Regions from separate parts of the Sus scrofa genome. Here all the other regions are linked to region 1. The links are chromatin contacts, called in public HiChIP or PLAC-seq and promoter capture Hi-C maps. All regions are on one chromosome and are shown on one strand. Each heading gives the region's core, a stretch centred on a gene start, on an enhancer-like site or on the middle of the called end of the contact. The rest is flanking DNA. Distances are from core to core; before and after follow the strand shown.

What was found. Promoter capture Hi-C pulls out the DNA fragments that hold promoters and counts their contacts. HiChIP or PLAC-seq counts read pairs in DNA pulled down with a chosen protein or histone mark.
Region 2: a promoter capture Hi-C map of liver shows a contact between it and region 1, with 3 times the contacts expected there. The contact joins the promoter of AFG3L2 here to the promoter of CEP192 in region 1. A contact is called at or near these places in 2 of 5 promoter capture datasets (fetal liver and liver) and 1 of 2 datasets of contacts at active chromatin or transcription factors (alveolar macrophages).
Region 3: an H3K27ac HiChIP or PLAC-seq map of alveolar macrophages shows a contact between it and region 1. The contact joins the promoter of FAM210A here to the promoter of CEP192 in region 1. A contact is called at or near these places in 2 of 5 promoter capture datasets (fetal liver and liver), 4 of 47 Hi-C or Micro-C datasets (heart right ventricle, liver and skeletal muscle) and 1 of 2 datasets of contacts at active chromatin or transcription factors (alveolar macrophages).

The regions. Positions count from the first base shown.
Region 1 is chr6:96,731,054-96,735,568 of Sscrofa11.1, reverse strand. It overlaps CEP192 (centrosomal protein of 192 kDa), which reads left to right and starts at 1,769. Exons shown (of 54, transcript XM_021096019.1): 1 at 1,769-2,038. The coding sequence starts at 1,928.
Region 2 is chr6:97,198,977-97,203,491 of Sscrofa11.1, reverse strand. It overlaps AFG3L2 (AFG3-like protein 2), which reads right to left and starts at 2,602. Exons shown (of 19, transcript XM_021096024.1): 1 at 2,334-2,602. The coding sequence starts at 2,450. PRELID3A (PRELI domain containing protein 3A) reads left to right here and starts at 2,700. Exons shown (of 10, transcript XR_002344989.1): 1 at 2,700-2,923.
Region 3 is chr6:96,361,540-96,366,054 of Sscrofa11.1, reverse strand. FAM210A (protein FAM210A) reads right to left here and starts at 2,615. Exons shown (of 5, transcript XM_021096018.1): 1 at 2,501-2,615. RNMT (mRNA cap guanine-N7 methyltransferase) reads left to right here and starts at 3,241. Exons shown (of 12, transcript XM_021096015.1): 1 at 3,241-3,621.

The DNA.
Region 1 (4,515 bases), core at 520-3,019:
GCGAGATTAGGACTTAAGTCCAGGACAAACTTCTTAGGTAGCCCTGAGAAACTGCTCTGAGGTGAGGGAGGAAGCTAGGATATATGAGTTTTTGCAACAAACAGGAGGTAATAAGAACGAAAGATTTACGGATAACCAGATTTACAGAAGATGATTTATGGAAAACCAGTTTTTGTGGGAAGCCATAAAGGTCTTTGTGTAATCACTCTGTTGATATGGTTTCCTGAGTTCCCTCAGGGCTGACTGGCCCACCCTTGGCAGTAGCTGTTCTCACAGATGACATCTTTTGTTTTGTCCACTAACTTTCCAAAGAGGAAAGGAGGAATATCAAGACATGTCATACAGGTGAAGGGGGAGGTGCATGTAGCCTTGCACACATTTTACAGAAGTTTGCTGCTGGTCTTGTGAAGGTTACTACTAGTCACAGACATTAGTCATCATGAATGAATTTCAGTGTTTTTCTAGATATGAGAAGATGCAATAATTGGGCTCATAAAACCTTCCCCTAAAAATATCTAATAGTCTGAAGATCTGTTCATCCACTTTTCCCAGAGCGCAGAAGCCTCAGTCCTGGTCTCCACCCTGAGCTTAGGTCAGGGGGTACTGTGGGTGGGCAGCTGCAATAGAGGCTGATGGCAAGTGCTAAACTTCAGTTAACAAGCTCCTGTAAATCCATAGGACTTTCATAGACAGTACTTTCTTTGGAAATGAGTGCCTTTGAACTTATAAGTTATAATAGTTCTTAGTACTCATACCTGCAACTCAGGGATTTGGGGCTTTGCCTCTTGAAACGCCAATAGAAACTGACCATTTTTAGTGGTGGGGGGCAGGCACGTGAAGGCACTTCCAGCAAGACCAAGCATTCCCCACCTCCCGGTGGGGGCATCTCCCAGACAGCAGTCCGGCCTCCCTGCCGCAGCCAGACGCACGCCCGTCTGCGCTGCCCACTCTGGTGTGCACCCCCCTGACCCGCTCCAAGCACCGCGTCAGCGAACAGGGGCAGAGGATATTGAGTCAGGACAGAGGCCTGCTGACAGCAGTCTTAACCTTTGCATCCTCCCCAATTTCTACACATCGACAGTCAGTTAACTTTCTTCAGATGGTGGCGGGAGTCCCAAGAGGCCAAGGGACCCCGTGAGCTCAAAGGGCGGGGAAGAGTGAGGCCTCCGAGGGGAAGGACAGGCTCAGGAGGGTCCCGCTGATTGTGACGAGCCCGGGGCGTGACAGCGAAGCGTAACGGCCTAGGGCGTGGCCTCGCGGAATAGGCGGAGCCGAGGCGGGGCGGGCCTCGTAGGGTTGCTCGACCTTGGGCTGGATCTCTTGGGGTACGAAGGACTGGGGCGTGGCCTTACGGGGCTCTGTTGGGCTGAGCGCGGGGGCACACGGAGTTATGGTGGGCAGGGCGTGCCCTCACGGGGCTTGACGGCCGGGGGGAGGGGTGGGGCGGGCCCCCAGGGGTTTGACGGACATGGGGCGGGGCCCGCGGAGTGTAACAGGCGGGGCGGGTGTGTGGCCTCGCGGGGTAGGGAGGGCCGGGGCAGGGAAGGTCTGAGGATTATGAGGCTGGGGGGCGGGGCCTGGAAGGGAGTCTCACGGACTGGGGCGGGGCCTCGCGGGGTATATAAGGGGTTGGGGGGCGTGGCCTCGCCGGGTATGGATGGCTGGGGGCGGAGCTCGCGGGGTATGACGGGCCGAGGCGGGCCCTCGCAGGGTGTGATAGGGTAGGGGTGGGACCCCTCGGGTATGACGGGCTGGGGCGGGGCCTCGCAGGGAATGACGGGCCGGGGGTGGGGCGCCGCGCAGCCCGGGGCGCGCAAGCAGCACGCGGGAAGCACCGCTGCGCGCGCCCTGGCCCCTGGTCCCAGTGGGCTGCGGTCCGCGCGCAGCCGCGCCTCCCTCTCGGAGGCGGGAGGAGCCTGCCGCAGCCATGTTTGTGGCGCGCAGCATCGCGGCGGACCACAAGGATCTCATCCACGATGTGTCTTTCGACTTCCATGGGCGGCGGATGGCCACCTGCTCCAGCGACCAGAGCGTCAAGGTGCGCGCGGGGCCGAGCCCGGAAGTGGGGCAGGAGCGTGCGGGGCCCGCCATTGGAGCGGAGAGGCGCGTGGAGAGTTCGGTCCTCCCGATGTGAGGCGTACTCCTGGGCACGAGGCCTGGAGGTCGGCCGGTGGGCAGCCTCTGTCTTCCCCCCGGGTATTGTGGGATCACCGTCGCCCGAGGCCGCAGGGGGCGCGTGCTTGTACGCATCACGGCGGCGTGCGCGCCCCCGCGTGGGGGACGCCGGGCGCGCGGGTCAGCCCTTCTCGGTGGGAGCGCTGTGGCTGGCCCGTACCCGGGCCCTGGGTCCCAGAGTCGCCATCCGCGCCGTTTGGGTTTGTCCTCGCGGCGTCCCCGCCCTTCCGCAGACAGGCCGCGCGGTGAGAGCTCGCTCCTCCGGCTGTCGAGTTGGCTTGCGAGGGGCTGGCCCTCCGCCCTCCGTTTGGGTATAGCGTTAATGTCTGTTAACAGAACAGGTTTCCTTACCCGCTGAGTACTCGGTCTTCTAGTAGCTTTGTGCGCCAGCAGTGTTGCAGTGAAAATCATCATTAACTTAGCTTGTTGTATTTCTCCGGTGATTGCCTTAGGCACATTCCAGTAGAGAAATGAGTGCATCTTTTAAAAGCTTTTGAGAATAATCTGTAGATTGCCTTGTTGGGCTTGTATTACAACCGACGTAGAAGAGTATTGTGTTATTATCGTCCATGTCGGGCATCATCAGTGCAGTTCAAATTTTTGTTGTTTTGTTGTAGTGAGTACATATAACAAAATTCTCAACCACTTTTAAGTATACAGTCCAGTGGTATTAAGTACGTTCATATCTTTGTGCTACCGTCACCATCATCCATCTCCAGAACCTTTTGATTTGGCACTGTGCCCATTAAACATTCACTCAAAAGTCCCCCTGCCCTTGGCACCCACCTATCTGCTTTTTGTCTCTGAATTTGACTCCTCTGGGGACTCCTATAAGTGGAATCTTAAAATATTTATCTTTTTTGTGACTGCCTGATTTCACTTAGCATAATGTTTTGAAGTTTATACATGTAGCATGTATCATGATTGCTTTCCTGTAAAGGAAATATTTAAGTTAAACTTAAAAATTTTCAAAGGCTTATTGTTGGAGTTCCCACTGTGGTACAGAGGGTTAAGGATCTGGCATTGCCACACCTGTGGATTGGATTTGACCCCTGGCCTGGCTGGAACTGCCATCTGCCCCAGACACAGCCGAAAAAGGGGGGCGGGTGCTGAATGTTGTACACACCACGTTTTACTTATCACTCATCTGTTAGTGGAGATGGGTTTCCTCTACATTTTAGTTGTGAATAATGAATGCTGCTATGAATGTGGGTAAACAAACACCTCTTCAAGATCCTGTTTTCAGCACTTTTGGGTGTAGATTCAGAAGTGGAATTGCAGGATCATGTGGCAAATCTTTTTTATTAGAGGAGTTCCCATTGTGGTGCAGTGGAAACGAATCCGACTAGGAACCATGAGGTTGCAGGTTCAATCCCTGGCCTCACTCAGTGGGTTAAGGATCTGGCGTTGCCCTGAGCTTTGGTGCAGGCCTGCAGCTACAGCTCTGATTCAAACCCTAGCCTGGGAACCTCCAAGTGCTGCAGGCGCAGCCCTAAAAAAAAAAAAAAAAAAATTTATTGGCGTATATTTCATTTACAATGCTGTATTAGTTTCAGGTGTATAGCAAAGTGAATCAGTTAAACATGTGTATATGTTTATGTCTATGTATCTATCTATCTATCTTTATCTCAAATTTTTTTCCCCATATAGATTATTGCAAACTATTAAGTAGATTTCCCTGTGCTATACAGTGTTCTTGGGGCAATTCTTTTTTTTTGCTTTTTAGGGCCACACCCGTGGCATATGGAGGTTCCCAGGCCAGGGGTCGAATCAGAGCTACAGCTGCCAACCTGTGCCACAGCCATAGCAATGCCAGATCCGAGCCATGTTGGCGACCTACATCACAGCTCACCGCAACACCAGATCCTTAACCCACTGAGCGAGGTCAGGATCAAACCTGCAACCTCATGGTTCCTAGTCGGATGCATTTCCCATGCGCCACAACAGGAACTCTGGGGCAATTCTATTTTTTTTTTTTTTTTTTTTTTTTTGCTATTTCTTTGGGCCGCTCCCGCGGCATATGGAGGTTCCCGGGCTAGGGGTCTAATCAGAGCTGTAGCCACTGGCCTACGCCAGAGCCACAGCAACGCGGGATCCGAGCCGCGTCTGCAACCTACACCACAGCTCACGGCAACGCCGGATCGTCAACCCACTGAGCAAGGGCAGGGACCGAACCTACAACCTCATGGTTCCTAGTCGGGTTCGTTAACCACTGCGCCACGACGGGAACTCCGCAATTCTATTTTTATTTAAAATGGTTTTTTTGTTTGTTTTTTGTTTTGGTGCCCTACCCAAAGAATGTGAAGCTCCCAGGCCAGGGATTGAACCTATGTCACTGGA
Region 2 (4,515 bases), core at 1,353-3,852, 470 kb before region 1:
CCTTATGAACATACTAAAAACCAAGGAAAGTGCACTCTAAAACAGTGGATTTTATGATATCTGGATTAAAAAATGACAATTAAAAAAAAAATGAGCTGACTTAACTTCACAGTTAATAGCAACAGAAATCCTGACACCATTCGTAGCCCACAGCAATGCAGCTGAGAATGTGGAGCTTCTGTTGTGTTGGGCCCTCTCCGAAGCCTGGGAATATTCAGCCTATGAAATAACGACTGATAATGGACAGGAGTGTGCCACATGTGAAAAAATATCTTCCAATGTCAAATCCATTAAGGGTGTGGATTAAAATGAACCATTACCCAAGCTGGACAGGAAAACAAGTTACTGAATGTCGGGTCTAGGCCAGGTGCTGCCAAGCAGTGGGGAGTCCACAGGGGGACCAGAACCAGCGAGGAAGTTCCCTTCATGGCTTAGCAGTTAACAAACCCAACTAGGATCCATGAGGTTGCGGGTTTGATTCCTGGCTTCGCTCAGTGGGTTAAGGATTCGGTGTTGCTGTGAGCTGGGGTGTAGGTCACAGATGTGGCTTGGATCCCGAGTTGCTGTGGCTGCAGCATAGGCCGGTAGCTACAGCTCCGGCTGGACCGCTAGCCTTGGAACCTCCATATGCTGTGGGAGTGGTCCTAAAAAGCAAAAAAAAAAAAAAAAAAAAAAAAGGAAAGAAAAAGAAAGAAACTCAGACAAATAAGGAAGAGTCCTGGGAACAAATCCAGTCCAGGATGGAACCACAGGTGCAATGGTACAAAACCTGGAAGGAGAAGGAACAGAGGCAGCACAGAGAAGCACGTGGTTATGTTTAAGAGACCTAGGAATGTCACAAGCAAAGTGACACCTAGCCTGAGATTTGAAGGATCTATAGTTCACCAGCCAAACAGTGTCAGAACTTTATGCATCTGCAATGGGAGAAAAGATCTAGTTCCCAGGGTTACTAGTGTGAGGACCAAGTGCAATGACATATGTAAAAGCACTATTAAAACTGCATGGCGATAACTAGATTTAGATTCTCATTTCCAATTATTCTGAAAGCTATTTGAGAGTAAGTGCTCTTTACTGTCACCACATTAAGCAGTTTCTGTGTTACAATAAAGTACAGAACTGGGTACATGGTATGTACTCCATCAACAGTATTAGTTTGTTGACTAACAAGTCCCCTTATACCTCTAGCAGTAATCCCTGAATTTAATGCTGAGAGAACCACCAAAGAAATTTTTTCCCTCAGCTCTCTATGCTAAAATCATTCAAAGAATAATACATATAAAAGAAATTAACTTTAAATTTAGAGCACCTCGATTTGGAGAACTGGCTTTTCTGTTTGACCATATGAGTACTTTTTAGTTGCTTTATCTTCGGTTTTACTCCTCTGAGAATTACACCTAAGAACAGATACCTCACACATCAAATTCTTTTCCCAAGGAACCTCACTGGAAAAACACTTTTACCAGCCGCACAAACCTAAAGGAAAATGCGTCTTCTCAGAGTCCCTTGTAGGTAGCAGAGTAATGCCCTGGTGTCCCCATCCACATTTTCAGGGAAGTACCAGGGAATATGTGTCTGGGGCCTACAAGAGACTTCCTTACACCTCAGCACCGATTCACCGACACTAGGTGCCATTCGAAAGAAAGGACTTTTAGGTAAGATTCCTCCATAAAAATTTCAAACTCACAAGGCAGATCCCTACCTGCTTACTGCATGTCAATAGTCACTAGGAGGGATTAGAGCAAGGAAAGGCAAAGAAATGGACGCAATGCAATAAACGGGAAAAGGCCTAGAGCATGGCAACTCAGAGTAGGAAAGAGGGGATAAGGAGGCTCCGAGGAGGAAACGTCAGGAATGCAGGTGCTATCACCGCCTTTTTAAAAGTGGAGAGGCTGCAAACACTTCCTCAAGGGCAAATGGAGAGTAAGCCCCCGGCTAGGGTCCTGCCCACCAGCCCCCGCGCCTCCGTATGCGGTCGGGGTCAGCCTGCGCGAGGCGAGATTCGCCACGGGCACAGCCGACGTGGGCTGCACCGCCGGACAGCCCTGCACGGAGGCTAGGGCCTCGCGGTGACAGAGGGGACACCGTTAATGACCCATTACTAGGCATTGGGGTCCTCCGGGCGCCAACCGCAGGCTGCAGTGACGGACACACCCCCCGGGGCGCAGGGCTCCGGCGGGACCGGCTCCCACACGCTCTGTTTCACCGGCCTCCCGGGCCCAGAGCGGACCCGCCGCTCCGAGGCCCTTCTCCACCCGGGCCCGGTGACCTTGACGCCCGGCGCCGGGCCGGAAGCGGGTTGCGGGCCGGAAGCGGACCGGGGGCGCGGAACTCACCGTCTGCAGGCAGAGCCGTTCGGTGGGTCCCGCGCGGCCGCCAGGCACGAGCGGCGGGGGCAGCCCGCGGGGCCGGCAAGCACCGCGGCCCCACAGCAGCAGGCAGCGGTGCGCCATGGCCGCCGGCGCGCCTCTCGGGCCCAGGCGCGGACTGGAAAGCAGCCTCGATGGCCCGTCAGGATCCGAACGGAGGCCACGGGAGGGTTCGCCCGCGACCCCACACTCTCCTGACGTCCTTTCGGGCCCCGGCGCGCTGACGTCAGCCGTACCGCGGCGTGCTCTAGGGCCCAGGGCCGTGGCTCCACCCCCGCAGCGTCCGGGACAGGCCGGAGGCGGGGTCTAAAGGAGGTGCTCAGACGGTGGTGGGCGGGGAAGGAGGCGGGGCCTAAAGGAAAAAGGGCGGAGGGCCCGTGCAGCGCAGCGGGCGGAGCTGGAGGCGGGGCCTAAGGGCGGAGCCTGGGGCAGGTGGGACACTTGCAGTAACGCCGCGCGCGCTGGAGCCCCGAGGCTCGCAGAGGCTGCTGAGGCCCCCACAGGTGGCCCCTTCCTTCAGGTGAGGCGTCCTGGACCCTTTGGGCGTCTCTCTCTAGGTAAGACCCTCATGGAGTGTGTTCTTGAGGGTGTGTTCAGTGGCGCCTTCTCCGCAGCAGCACCGCGGTCGGCTCTGTCAGCTGTGCGGTCCGTTTCTGGACGATGACCCTTCCTGGACAGGACAGGTGCGCCTGCCGAGGGCAGGGGCGGAGGGCTAGAGCAGACTGGGGGACGCGTCTGGGCGGCGGCGGGATGACCCGCCTGGCCAGAGGCCGGGTCCTCATCACCTCCGGGGCACAGCGGGAGAGCGCCGGCCAGGCGGGTTCTGAGGGCGCGGGGATGGCGCGGGAACGTCTCTGGATCTTGCTTCCCTTATGCGCCTCCCTGGGGCGGGGGAGTTTTGCTCCATTTTTGGTCTTTTTTTCTTTTTCCTTTTTTCCTGTGGCTATGGAAGTTGCCTGTCCCGGGAACGAACCCTCACACCTGCCGCAACTTCGGAATTCTTAATGAGCTGCTCCACAGCAGGCATTCGCCTTTTGGTTTCTCCGCTCTGCCTGGGCGTCGGGTGCTTGGTGGGCACTGTTCTGGTTAATTCTGTTGTAATGAGGGCATAGCGAGCAAATGTTACTTCTCTACTTCCCGCCTTTCTTTGTCTCTGGGACCCTTTGGGAGCAGGATGTAGGTTTCCTCACATGCTCATGCCTCCCTTCTCTCCTCATTTCTGGCTAACTGCCTGCTTTAACATTTCCCCCTTCCCCAAGGAGTCTGGACCCTTAAATTTTTTAAAAAATCAAAGAGTCCGTGGTCTGTTTTCTGTAGCGGCTTTAAGATGGAGCAGGGGCTTTGTCCCTATGTGTGGACAACTGCGTGTGGGGTCCAGACCATCTTGCCATCTGTCAGAGATCAGGGTCTTGGGGTCACTGACAGTGGCAGAGATGGAGAGTAGTGAATATTAGGAGGTTGCAGCCCTGTCCAGTGGATGTTGATAATGCCCATCTTCATGGCGGGACGGGTTGAAATCCCTGGCCTACCATTATCTACAGGTGAAACTGTTGTAATCTAGAAGAAACAAGCTTAAAAAGCAGGTTTAAAAGGCAGAGAGCAAAAATCAGTACAAGTATTATTGTGTCAGAGGTCCAAGTAGAGGTAGAAACCAGATTATGTTTGGTAATACTTCTCTGACTTGGTCAGTGTGGAGTCAACGCTGGGGTTACCTTTCGCAAAAAACCGTGAAGCCATTAAGCCTGTTCATGTATCTTTTGTATGTCTTCTTCCACCTGGCCAGTGGTGTTAATACAGGTGCAACATGTTTTCTTAATTATGGCAGTACCGCTCCCTGCTCAGCTAGGAGGTAGCCCAAGGTCAGACCATTATCCATCACCACACTTGTTAGGGAGTTGAGGAAGGTGGAAAGTGCATTCCCTATGGTTCTGGCTGGAGTAGACAGAGTATCTGACAAGTCACAAAGCATCACCTCCTGGCAGGCAAAGCCTCCTCATGGAGCCACCAAGCCAGTGGCAACTCCAATTCCTGCCAGGACGAGGCCAACTGCATGCCTGAGCCAGGGATGAGAAATGGAAATATTATATACGGATATTCTCACAGGAGCTAAAAAGACAAGGGTACAGGAGTCTATGGTTAATCTTTTATG
Region 3 (4,515 bases), core at 1,366-3,865, 370 kb after region 1:
CTTTACTTTCAACTATAGGAAAAACCTGAAGACTTCACAACATAACTACTTGGCCCTTGCTTCTACAGAAAAAACCTTTCAAACAAGAATATATTATGTGCTCAAAAAAAAAAAAAGGCAATAAATTTCAGTAAGAACACTGTGGTTGAGTGGACTGGAGGAATGAATAGTTCTTTCAAAAACTGGTAAGAAAACAAACCAACCTTCCACAATCTCTTTCCTACCAGGGAGAACACTAATTCCTAGGAAGCTATAACATTGTATCTACATTTTAAAAACAACCTTTCTGTTTCAAAAATGTGGCCTTCAACTCTACAACAGAAATGACACTTTAAAACTGCATACTCCCAGTACTCTTACTTTGAGAAGGAAAGAATTAAAAGAGGGATAGTATCTACTGAATCTGTTGCTTGCCTTTACTCTGACCAGAAAACTTAGCAGTTACTACTTCATTTTCTCTCACTGACAAAAAGTATAATCTAAACCAGGAGAAAACCAAACCAATTTGGGTGAATAATGGACCAAATAATCAAAACAGCACGTAAAGAAATCTTATAAATGGGTTGAAACAAATCTGTATGTCCTTTAAAATAATAAGATTTTAAAAAAACCTTTTTTCTAGAACTTTTCTTGTGGTGTAGTGAGTTAAGTATCCAGTATTGTCACTGCAGTGGCTTGGGTCACCACTGAAGCACGGGTTTGATCCTTGGCCCAAGAACTTCCACAGGCTGCAGGCTCGACCAAAAAACTAAACTGTTCAAGGCACTTGGATTAAACCATTGAACAAAATGATGATCCCTGTCTTGCCAGAGTTCACATGCTAGCAAGAAAACATCCTTATCCAGCTATTTTCTTTCTGAACATAATAACCCAAGTGTTAAGTATCAAAACACTTTCTGAAATTCTATGTGCCAGCCAACTTCTAGTTCGGAGTCTCATCTTCTGGCAGGCACTGTTTCATTATAAGCATAAAGTCTGGAGCCAAACTGCTTGAGTCCAAATCCTACCCCAGTACTCCCCAGCTGTATGACCTTGGCCAAGTTACTGATCCCTCGTTTATAAAACAAAAATAATCACAACAACTATCCCACTGGACTATGTAAATTAAAGGAGTTACAATGTGTACTTAATTTGGTACACGGAGGTACTAGAATATCAACTATTATTATTTTAATTAAATTTACAGAAAACCAGTTACTAAGGCAATAGTGGGAGAAAAAAAATAACATCAAAGGTACCTTTAAAAACTTTTATCTAGCCCATTTACTCCTTCACTACTGCCTTCAAGAGTTCATCCCCTATTCCTGAAACCTCATGGAAATCCATTTCATCTGTAACCTACCTTACACTCTTTTCCAAATGCTTATTCACCACACTCCTCCCACCTCAGACTACACTCCATTCTTTATCCCATACTGACCCCAAGGCCCAGCTTCTTTATTCTTTACCCCATAAATACCCCAAGGCCTGCTTCTTTTGTTCTTTATCCCCGAAGTACCTTGAGCCCTTTGCCTTAGGGTACAGGGATCTGAGACTAGTTCTCCCATCTCATTTGGCTGCCCTGTGAATAAACCCTCTCTATGCTGCAAACCTGGGCATCTCAGCGTTTGGCTTGCTGAGAGTTGGGTAATAGTCTCAGCTGAATTTACTTGACTTCTAGGTTAACTTGTATATAAAAGTTACAAAATGTTATCTCCATATAGATCATGCACAACATCAATTCATGGTTAGAGCTTGTATAAACATAGAGTTAAAACGCTTTTAATCTAATGAGAAAATTTCTTAAAAGGTCAAAATTACTTATTTTCCATAAAATTACAACAGCAATTATCTTAAGAAACTTTAGCATCAGAACCAACAAATGTGGCTATGTAATTACCTAGTTCTAAACGCATGTATATGTAAATAGCACGCTCAGTCACTAGGATCTATCTATACCTTTGCAGTTATCTGTAATAACAAAATTAATTCTCAATTTCGATCACTGCATTAAAAAAAAGTACAGTCATCTGAAATTGATGGCTTATCCTCGTTTATTAAAAATAGGCTTCATTCTTGGTCCAAAGTGTATAAGGGATCAACAACCTCAAAAAGGTTATTGCCCACAATTTAGAAGCGAAGTATACACTGCAAACGTTGTTTTCCCCAAAGCGAGGTCTACTTGTTAATATAAGGGTGCCTACCGACAACTATGTAGGCTAGTAAACCCACTTCCGAAGCTGCTTTTAAAGAGATCAATTTTGGTAAACAAGAACTGAAAGCGTATTTCTGATCACTTTTTACACCCTTCAGGTGGGAGGCGCTGCGGCACAATCCATCAACAATCTTAGTCCACAGGCACAGTTTCGACCTAGCATGGGGTGCTAAACCCTGAAGTACGGAGCTTCAGTGCCGCAGGACCTCCAACTGTCTAGCGGAAATTACAGCGAATGGGCCAAAAAAGTGTGTTGACTCCCCCACCCATCCCGTCCCCAAATCCAGCCTACACAGATACCACCACGGAGCCGATTTTCGAAGACAGCTATGGGCTGCTCCTTCCTCCCAAGTCTGACAGATAAGAAGCGCCCTCTCGAGAGAGATCTGGCCCTCCAGAACGCAGCGGTAGGGAGTGACCTGCGGTCCCCAAGAAGCAGCAGGACGCTAAGCTTTCCCGAAGCCAAGTCCAAACGCCCGGGCTCCCAGGCCCCTCCCAGCCGGCGAGCGAGGAAGGGCAGAGCAAAGGGTGAAGGTGGCAGAGCTGAGGCTGGAAAACCGTCCCACAGGGCTTGCAGGACACCGGCCCACAGCGAAGGGCGGGGTGCCCTCTGTCCTCCCCAGGTCCCCGCCCCGGCCGCTCCCCGCTGGGCACCACGCTGAAGCGGCCCTGAGGACTGCCCAACTCCGCCCTCAGAGGCCCGGGCTACCTCAGGACTTGAGACCGCCGCCGCTCCCCGCAGCAGAGTCCAGGCGAACCACTCCGAGTTCCCGCCGTGTCGCCCCACAGAGCCGCCAGCAGAGCGTGGGGTCCGCGCGCCAGAAGCCTCGGGCTCAGGCGACCACGCCTCCCGCCCGCCCCACGCGACCCCGCCAACCACGCGCTCACGCCCCCAAGTGCCGGCGCCTTCAGCTCGCGGCGCGCGGCATGCCGGGACTCGGGCTTCCGGGCCACGTGATCCCGTGCTGCCCGGTAGTGACGTCACAGCGCGCGCGTGGCGAGACGCCTCTTCCGCAAACAGAGTCGTGGATGGCTAGACGGTGAGTGTGTGGCTCCGGCGCTGGGTCCGTACCCTTTGTGTGTGGCGGCCGCCGGGTGGAAGGGGAGCTCTGACTGCTGGCCGGGCTGTTCGGCGGACACCGGTACCCCTTGGCGCGGAGCGCGCCCAGGTCGGAGAGACCCGAGAGCGGCTTCAGGACTGCCAGGCTGTCGGAGCCGGAGCGGCCAGCCGCCTGGCCTGCGCGGAGGGCTGGAACCCGAGCCGGGCCGCCCCGGGCGGCTCTGTGCGTCCTTGGGCCTGAGGAGACCTGGCTGGCTGGCTGGCAGTTCAGACATGGAGCTCACCTGCTGGAGCTCGAGCTCCTGGCCCGTCGTCCCCGGGCAACTTCGGGGGTGACTGCTGCGCAGGTCACGGAGATGCCAGGCAGGTCGTTGATGCGCATCCACGGCTGTGTCTATCGACTCTTTACCCGAGTCTTTCTTCCAGGGTTCCGAAGGGCAGTCCTCTTGCGTCGGGAGCTTAATCATTATTCCACTGGGATGTTGGGTCCAAACATTCGTACCCATTTCTGGGGTCGTTTGAAATTCTGTGCTGTTTATTCTGACTGAATGGTCTTTAGGGCATCTCATCTGTGGAAATATCACAGATAAATATAAATAAATTTAACTTACATTCCCAATACTGAATTTAGGCTTTACATTTACAGTTAAAACTAATTATAGCTAAAGATAATAAATTGCTTTGATTTATTTGGAATTAAAACCGGCTTCTACTTCTTATTAGGAAGTAATTAGCAAGGAGGAGAGCTAGGGACTTGATAATTTGGTGGGCAGTTTTATTAGATAATCATTTTAAGTAGTTATTCAGAAAATTACATTTATGGGTAATTCTTTTTCTCTGTTTCAGTTCTTCCAGTTTTGGCACGTCTTGGTATTTTGTTACCTCAAACCTTGGGTAGTAAAAGCTAATATCCTTTGAAACCCTTACTGATTTAGAGTGATTTTTTACCCATTTCGTTAAGTGACTATTTCTGCTCTAGAGAGAAGAAATACTCAGAAGACTTTGTCTCTCTCTTTGTAACTTTTAAGTTCTGAATTTGCTGAATCTTACTGAGTTTTGGACTTTTGCTTTCTCTTCTCCACTTGGTTTTAATAATACAGCCTAACGTTTTAATAGTGGTATATATAAGCTGTAAACTTTCTGAAGACTCACTCACAGTGCCTTATTGAGCTTTTCTGTAGTAGGAGTTAACTAAACTTGTTGAAGTACTTATTAAGTTCTTATCCAGTAAATAGTTCACTTATTTCTCTCCAACTCCCAT